3 separate regions of the Zea mays genome follow, and all the other regions are linked to region 3. The links are chromatin contacts, called in public Hi-C maps. All regions are on one chromosome and are shown on one strand. Each heading gives the region's core, a stretch centred on a gene start, on an enhancer-like site or on the middle of the called end of the contact. The rest is flanking DNA. Distances are from core to core; before and after follow the strand shown. Region 1 holds the start of LOC541822 (HCF106C precursor protein). Region 2 holds the start of LOC100216731 (Protein AUXIN SIGNALING F-BOX 3). Region 3 holds the start of LOC100282812.

Region 1 (2,700 bases), core at 19-2,518, 190 kb before region 3:
TAGTGAGAACCTTGTGATACTCTTTTGAGCTCAAGTCTTGGTCTTGTGTGTGCGTATTTGTTGTGGATTTGAGTGTGTTGCTTCCCTCCCTTATTCTAGTGCTTCTATGTGATTCTTATTGTAAGGGCGAGAGACTCCAAGTTGTGGAGATTCCTCGCAAACGGGAAAGAGTAAAGTAAAGAAGAACACCGTGGCATTCAAGTTGATCATTGGATCACTTGAGAGGAGTTGAGTGCAACTCTCGTCCGTTGGGACGCCACAATGTGGAGTAGGCAAGTTTTGTACTTGGCCGAACCACGGGATAAATCCTCGTGTCTCTTGTGCTTGTCCTTATTGTGTCTATTGTGCTTCACAAGAGCTCTCCTCTCTACTCACTTGATTTCATTGATCTAACTCTTAATCAAGTCTGTGGTGTTAAGTTTTAAGTTTTACAGATCACCTATTCACCCCCCTCTAGGTGCTTTCAAATACTCATACCCAGTTAAAAAAAATTATCCACACCCATACCCCCACGAGAGTAAAATTGAACGATAGGTAATTCATACCCGAATACACTCGATACATGCCCACTACAAACAAAAAACCATAAATATCTTCTAGTACTAAAATTATATATCATCAATTATATGTGAATAGAGATCAACAACTATAACATACCAGCAAAACTAAACTAATTAATAATACAACAGTTTCTATAGTAATTATAAATAAGGATATTGCATAACAGTAGTAATTTTTACCTATTAGTATACTTATTAGTGTACCGTGGATAAAAGTTTCTGCTAGTTTTCAGATCAACCATTTTTGCTTGCGATCACCCGTTTTCAATCAAATTACTTGTAATAATAATAATAAAGGGCTCTTTGACTGTAGTTTTGATGTTGGGCTGCTGCAGCTATAAAACAATCTCTACCGATCAGGCGATTTTTGTATTTCTTGTTTACATCATTACATGGACAGTTGGACACACACGCAAGATGCATGGAATAAATTTGCCAGCAGTCCACTGAACGGAGCGGGATGGTGATTTTTGAACTGTCCTCCCTGAGGAAACCAAAGAGACACATATTCATGAGCAAACATAAAAAATGTTTTAAAAAAATGACAAAGCATTCGAGGAGCAACAAGCCAAATGTCAGCCGCGTTGCTGAAAACAGTACCACCTGCAGCTGCAGTCAGTCAGTGGCTGTACGTCATTACGACGGTCGGATCCGGATCAGACGGCTGAGGTTGTACCAATCAGCTGTGCTAACAGCAGCACCCTGCGCATGCTCTACCGGAGTAGCGCAACTCCGCAAGCAAATCCTCCTATCTCCAAGCCTCCAATCTGTGAACGGTGAACCCCAATCGAATGACGCCGACGGCGAGCCTCCTCCTCCCGGCTCCCCCATTCGTCTCTATCTCCGATGTGCGCCGCCTCCAGCTCCCCCCGCGCGGCGGCCACCGGCCTCGCCCCTGCTGGAAGGGCTTGGAGTGCGGCTCCGTACAGACGCGGATGGTCTCTTCTTTCGTTGGTATATATGGGCGAACCCTACTACCCGTGTAATAAATAGATTGCTCCCAGCGTCCTGTTCTTGGGGGGGCCCTTTGATGTGCGGGATCAAATTCAAATCTTTTCTATGATTCGTGCTGGCACGCTGAGTTTGTCCTCCTTTGGCGTGTAACTGTAGGGAGCAGAACACGCCGCAGAAACGTTATATGTGCTTCCCTGTTCGGAGTTGGAGCTCCCGAAGCACTGGTCATTGGAGTAGTCGCCTTGTTGGTGTTCGGCCCCAAGGGTCTAGCAGAGGTAAATTAGCTCAGTCTACAAGCCCTGTCAGCTTTCTTGAGTGGTGCTAGCAGTTGAGAAACAAGATTGACCTATGGGTATTGTTGACGCTTTTTTGGAGCGCCAAATACTTAAGAAGAATCGGCGGCGGTGCTCTCTGGTCAGGCGCAGACGGTCCGCGGCCTGGGGGCCGGACGGTCCGCGACCTGGCGCAGGGGCTAGGGTTTCCTGCCTGACGGCCGGACGGTCCGCGCGTGCGTAGGGGCGGCGGAAGATCACCGGCGGCGCCTGGATCTCGCTCCCGGGAGGGACCCCGTCGGGGAGGAGAGATCCTATGAGTTGTCTAGGCTCGGGCCGGCCGACCTAGACTCCTCTAATCGGCGTAGAGTCGAAGAGAGGCGAAGAATTTGGGGATTGAGAGGCTAAACTAGAACTAGACTAGAACTACTCCTAATTATACTGGAAATAAATGCGAATAGAAGTTGTATTGATTCGATTAATAATTACAAATCGGCCGTAGACCTCTCTTTATATAGAGGAGGGGGGCTGGACCCTTTACACGACTGGATTCCGGGTTAATTCCGCAAATCTAGCCAACAAAATAGCACAAAACTCGGAACCCTAAACTGCTCTGCGCATGTGCGGACCGTCCGGCCCACAGGCGCGGACTGTTCGGATCGCGGACCGTCCAGCCTCAGGGCCGGACCGTCCGCCCGCTCAAAATGGTGCTCAACAGGTATAACCCCCCCCCCCCCCCCCCCACAAAAAAAAAGCTTCATTGTTGTGCCCTTTGGCCATTCATCTCAGCAGCATAATTTTTCCTTAGTCTAATTCTCAGTTCAGGCCATCAGCTGCCGTAGTGTTATGCTGACGTCTATTCCTCCTTTGCTCTGTAGAGCAGTTGCACCTGAAAACGACATTGCATTTGATAG
Region 2 (2,700 bases), core at 124-2,623, 140 kb before region 3:
AGGTTCATCACAGGTCCAGCTCATTAAGGGAACATGAGCAGAACAATGCAAGACTTGAACAGCTATAAAATGAAGGATAAAATATGGAAGATAAGCTAAAAAACTAACAAGCAATGGCACCTAAGTGATAAGCATCAGAAGAAATAAAAGAAAGAACAAAAGTATGCTGTTCTGGATCCCAATATCAAAAGGCAATTGCATAAAACACTGGTAAGGAAGTAAAATGTGACGCTATTAAGGAACCAAAATCTTCAAGGCAATTGTCATTTGCAATAGCTGCTTATATCAAAAGGTAATTGCATACAACACAGCCAAGGAAATAAAATTTGATTATTTTTTAGAAAAAAGTGTAAAGTTTGATGCTCTCAGCTGAAATTTTCAAGCCAGTCATTTGCAATGACTTGAATAGCTGCTTAAAGACTAATTAGTGACATCAACAGGTCACTAAAGATTACAATGCCAGATCAGGAAAGGAAAAAAATGATGCACTTAACAAAAGTGGAATATAGAAAACTCAAATGAGGTACTAGCATTTGGCTAACTGGGATGTAAAACTCACTTGCAGTGATTGGCAATGGCAGCTAGACCATCCGTGCTAAACCCCTCGCAGCTGATAAGGACGAGGACTTTGAATTTTGGGAATGTCCGAGCTAGCAGTTCAAGGTTCTCATCAGAGATAACCATCCGCTTCATGCGCAGCTCCTCAAGACTCAGGCAGCTCCTGGCTGTTGCTTCAATCCATGGCCCCGCGTAGCCACCCCAATCAGGCGGCACAAGGTTGAAGTCCGCAAAGTGAGGCTTCCCCTTCACCGTCAGCGCCTTTACATTGGGGAATCGCAGCACCACACGCTCAGGGAGCACAGCGTAGCAGTTCCCCACGAACACACCTCGTCGGCTCAGCCTCTCGACATCGTACCACAACTTGCACACAAGGGAGACCGTGTTCCGGTCGCTGTGCGACGGCAAGAAGCTGAAAATGTGCTCCACCACCTCACCGGGGAAGTAGGTCATGGCACCTTCCCCAAGTGCACCTTATTACTAGGGCCGCAGGAACTGGATCTAACCCCTTCCAGCCTGGATATCCAAGAAATACCAAGTAACCAAGGAGTAAAAGGGGAGAGCAGGAGTGATGCGCTCCTTTCCAGCTTCCGGGTGATACAACACAAGACAAGATATCAGCAACAACTAGAAGCCCTCTGAGCACATCATCTTCTTGATCAGACACCGAAAAGGAAACAGGCAAACTACAGGCGCCCAAACTACTCGAAATGAGGCGAAGATAGTGACCACCTCCTGATCGCTCCACCGAAACCTGCAGATGGAGATTAGGTAGCCTTCAGCTCTTGCCAACTACAGGGAACTGCAAGGATATCGAGACACGCGCCGGAGGGGGGAAATGCAACAGGCGCCGGAGGGGGGGAAACGACAGCCTACCTCGCTCAGATCCGCGACGCCGTACCGCCAGATCTAACCCGTGAACGTCTCGCCACTCGCGGCCGCCTCCTTACTTCCCACCAAACCCGGTGAAAAAAAAAACTCTCCCTCTGGCGAACAAAAATCACTCGCCGTCGCCGCGCCTCCGGACCAAGGACCCGCCCCGCCTCTCAAGGCGTTCCCTGAAAGGGGAACAGAGCTGGGTAACCCCAGGAGGACGAGGAGGAGGTAACGCGGCGGGGAGTAGTCTTGAAGTGGCCGGCGGCGGGCAGAAAGGGCGGACTACGGAGTGCAGGTTGCAGCAGGAACCGGAGGAGAAGGCGAGAGCGAGCTGCGGGGGTACGGCGTACGGGGGAAGCGGGATGTGGCGACGACTACTCCACCAGCCTATCTCTCTCACTCCATATTTCAAACTTTATTATATAAACATTAGCTCTATTTCTAAATATTTATCATCTAGTTTATTTTTAAATTAAAACGTAATAAATAAAAAACAGTAATAGTATAAAGCATTATATATTGCATGTCCGTTTGTACCACGAAGATAAGTACACAAACACAAGATGTTTCTCTCTCTTTCAAAAAAGAAAGTAGGCAGGTAAAGCAAAAGATGGTGATGATTGATGAACATTCCCTTCTAAATTACACCTCTTATATCTCACTTTCGCACCACGTTACTCCCTCTCATAAATTTCCCTTATTTCATCCTCTACAACCCAACATCCTAATAAAATATTACATATTTTATTTCTATTTTTATTTGTCAACATTGTTGGTTACTTGTTCTCAATTTTGTGAATCAAAAGCAAGACAACACAAATATTAAATGTTAAGGACCTTCGTCTTTCAAAGCATTATCTTTTCTCAAAGATAATGGTTCTTGGACGAATGCGATGAAGAACGGGTCTTCATCTCTCATGAAGATAATATAACAATGTAATATTATATTAAGTATTCATTTCATTTTACACGTTAAATGAAACATTACAAGCATTAGATTACATCAGTACCTTCGGTTTGCTCGAAGGAGAGAATACAATAATGACTTTCAATGAAAGCGTGAATAGTATGGGGCACTGTTCATCTATTTATAGGCATGGGACATAGCCCAAGCAAAAGTAAAATTATGACACTAAAATATATACATTGTCTTAATACAAGTATTAAGGGTAAACAAGTCTTTCAATTGCTGGCTTGATTCCTTGTATGACCTTTGTGATCATCTTAAGCCGAAACTCCAACTCTCGTCGAAGCTTTGCTGCATTC
Region 3 (2,700 bases), core at 179-2,678:
CATCCTTGTCCTTGAAGACCTTGTCAGGCCTGCTACCATCACTAAGAAGTTGAGCCATCCTCCTAAGAATAAAGTCAGAGGTGTTTTTCCACCTCATTGCCCTAGGATCCCCAGGAACAGCAGCAACAAGTTCAGCTACTGCTGGAGCAGCACCGACACTAGATGCAGCAGAGCACTAGCTACTACACCAACACCAACCCTTATCATCTCAGTCATCACATCAGTAGCTGCCACAAACCCACCCTGATCACCATCTCAGACTAAAGATATCTTACCACTGGTTTGCATGTACAAATTAGGATAATAATATCAACATTGTAATCATGGCCACAACAAGAAAACACAAATGGGAAAACTTGGTCACAGTCATGTCAATCATATTATTACATGACCATCAAACAAACATGAGTTCCATAGAAGGGTAAACAAGCTGGATTCAATAATGTGGCCCATCATATCCTAGAGGTTCCCCTCCCTCCCCAGATAGCATTACAGATGGCATCCCTCTTTGCAGCCATGGCACTGTCAAGGCAACTGCTTGCTTACACAACAACTCACAACTCAAAGAGGGATCCATCTACATGCATATAAAAATGATAGATGAATTAAGCTCATCATACCCTGCTTGGTCTCAACATGCTTGCACAATGAATCAGTAAGGAAAAAGAGCACGATTGCATCATCTAGATATACCTCCAGGTGCACGTAAAGGACAACATCATTGACCATTTTAGTATAAATCCAAAGCAAACCACATGAAAATAAAAAATTGCAGCAAGTATACCAAGCATAACAAAGTAGATAACACATCCTTAAATCAACCAAAACAGACTATAACAAATCATGAGCAACCTATATTGTACCAAACCCTAACGGATTCAACAACTAGAAGAAATAGAAGATTACATGCCGATTTCACCTTGGGCCCGGGGTCGTAGCAACAAACACCAAGTAGATCTCAAAGTAGAGGAAGCAGACTGGAAGTAGAAGTAGCCGACGGGCACAAAGAGGAAGAAGTCCAACACCTCAGAGTCCCCACAGCAGCCGGAGCAGCGTGCGTCGAGCAACCTCAAAGACAGGGAACAGAGACGAACCCTGCCAGAGGAGCTCACCGTCGCCACGAACAACTGCTCAGCACCATCGGTCTCTCACGCAGGAGGATTCGCTGGTGTGGAGCGCACACGTGGAGGTTTCGCCTTCCCGCGCGAGCCACCCATCGACACGCGAGAGCGCCCCCGAATCACTCGCCTTGCGCCGCGAGCAACCGAGCTCACAAAAGACGAACCCTAGGGGTGTTTCCTAGAGCTAGGTGGGGGAAGGGGGAGGGGTTAATGTGCACGCGCACAACCGAGCTCTCAAATGGACCAAACAACACAATCACTAAAATTGCAGCCTAGAAGCGCAGTCAGGTGGTCGGGCCACCTTCACAAACACCACTTCTTACCGATTAGTAGAAAAAAAAACTCCTCGGCCCCAGCATTTTCGTGCAAGGGGCGAGCCGCCAGCTACTGCTGGCCTTTTCCCTCACACAAGTCACACGCACACCCGCTAGCCCCCGTCCCCCGTCCCGCCCGTACCTTCCTCCGCCGCCTCCGTCCTCGTTCCAACCGTGGGCAGCAGGCAGGCCCAAGTATCTGCAGTAGATTGGTGGAGAGGAAGAAGACGGCAGGCACCCACGCAGATCAAACGTGCTCCGCCACCCTTGGTTTCGGCGAATCGGCGCCGTACGCCGTAAATCGAGCCGTCTCCGAGCAGATCGACGCGCTGCATAGCAATTCGACCCGTCTCCGGCCAAATCGACGTCCAGAGCTGCAAATTGACCCATCTCCGCGCTGACCTCCGCTTGTGCCTGCCGAGGAGCGCCGAAGTTACGCCCTTCTCGTGAAGGTGTGCGCTCCGACTCACTTAGATGTAGGTCTATGTAAGAAGAAGAATCCCAAACAATAAGATGGACACCAAACGCATAGCTTTTTTGTATAGTACTTCTTTAGGAAGTGGCTTCCCTGGCCAGCTCTAGAAAAGCCAGCTCAAGCAGATCCAGACGGGGCCGACTGCGCAACCTGTTCGACCGGTCCTGCACCGCCTCTCGGTCGCCGAGCTTGGCTCTCGATCCCGCCGCTGGGGCACGGTTGGGGGCTTGACTCACATTTGGTGCTAAAAATTTACTATTCTAGAGCATTTTGCCTCCTCATTCATTAACTCAGATTGTTGAGATGGCAAAAGATGATGTTTATTCCGCCTGAAATCTTATTTGCACAATACATAGGCATTTTTATGGCATTTCTAGCAGCTGAAACAATAAATACTGTTTGTCGGTTCACTGAAGCATATATCGTTTCTAATTTGGTAATTGAGCCTCACTTAGATGATGGCATCAAATGTTTGACCTTGATGTTCTGCTAGGTAACATTAGTTGGTTACTTTTATCTGGATCATGTTCATCACGGTAGCATCATATGTAATGCTGTCCACACAAGTCAATCCCAGGGATTTCTTTAGATATAAATTTGTAATAGTTCGATTCATCTAATCTTTGATTATGTTAACAGAGATCTGATTGTTGATTTTTTTTGAAACTTGCCTTTTTATTTTTTGCTTTGTTTATGCAACAAAAGTTCTGTTAAAGTTTCTTTTTTATTACTAGGAGTAGAAAATTTAGAATTAGGAAGTCCCTAATGTTATTTCCTCATTTACAAATTT

Evidence for each region. A called contact is a pair of places that touch in the nucleus more often than the background predicts.
Region 1: a contact with region 3 is called in a Hi-C map of leaf, with 4 times the contacts expected there. The contact joins the promoter of LOC541822 here to the promoter of LOC100282812 in region 3. A contact is called at or near these places in 2 of 25 Hi-C or Micro-C datasets (both in leaf).
Region 2: a Hi-C map of leaf shows a contact between it and region 3, with 6 times the contacts expected there. The contact joins the promoter of LOC100216731 here to the promoter of LOC100282812 in region 3. A contact is called at or near these places in 5 of 25 Hi-C or Micro-C datasets (ear, endosperm, leaf and 1 more).

What each region holds. Positions count from the first base shown.
Region 1 is chr10:113,347,808-113,350,507 of Zm-B73-REFERENCE-NAM-5.0, forward strand. It overlaps LOC541822 (HCF106C precursor protein), which reads left to right and starts at 1,269. Exons shown (of 6, transcript NM_001371615.1): 1 at 1,269-1,514; 2 at 1,671-1,789. The coding sequence starts at 1,352.
Region 2 is chr10:113,394,634-113,397,333 of Zm-B73-REFERENCE-NAM-5.0, forward strand. LOC100216731 (Protein AUXIN SIGNALING F-BOX 3) reads right to left here and starts at 1,374. Exons shown (of 4, transcript NM_001143136.1): 1 at 560-1,374. The coding sequence starts at 1,011.
Region 3 is chr10:113,539,470-113,542,169 of Zm-B73-REFERENCE-NAM-5.0, forward strand. LOC100282812 reads left to right here and starts at 1,429. Exons shown (of 5, transcript NM_001155718.3): 1 at 1,429-1,887. It also overlaps the pseudogene LOC118473581.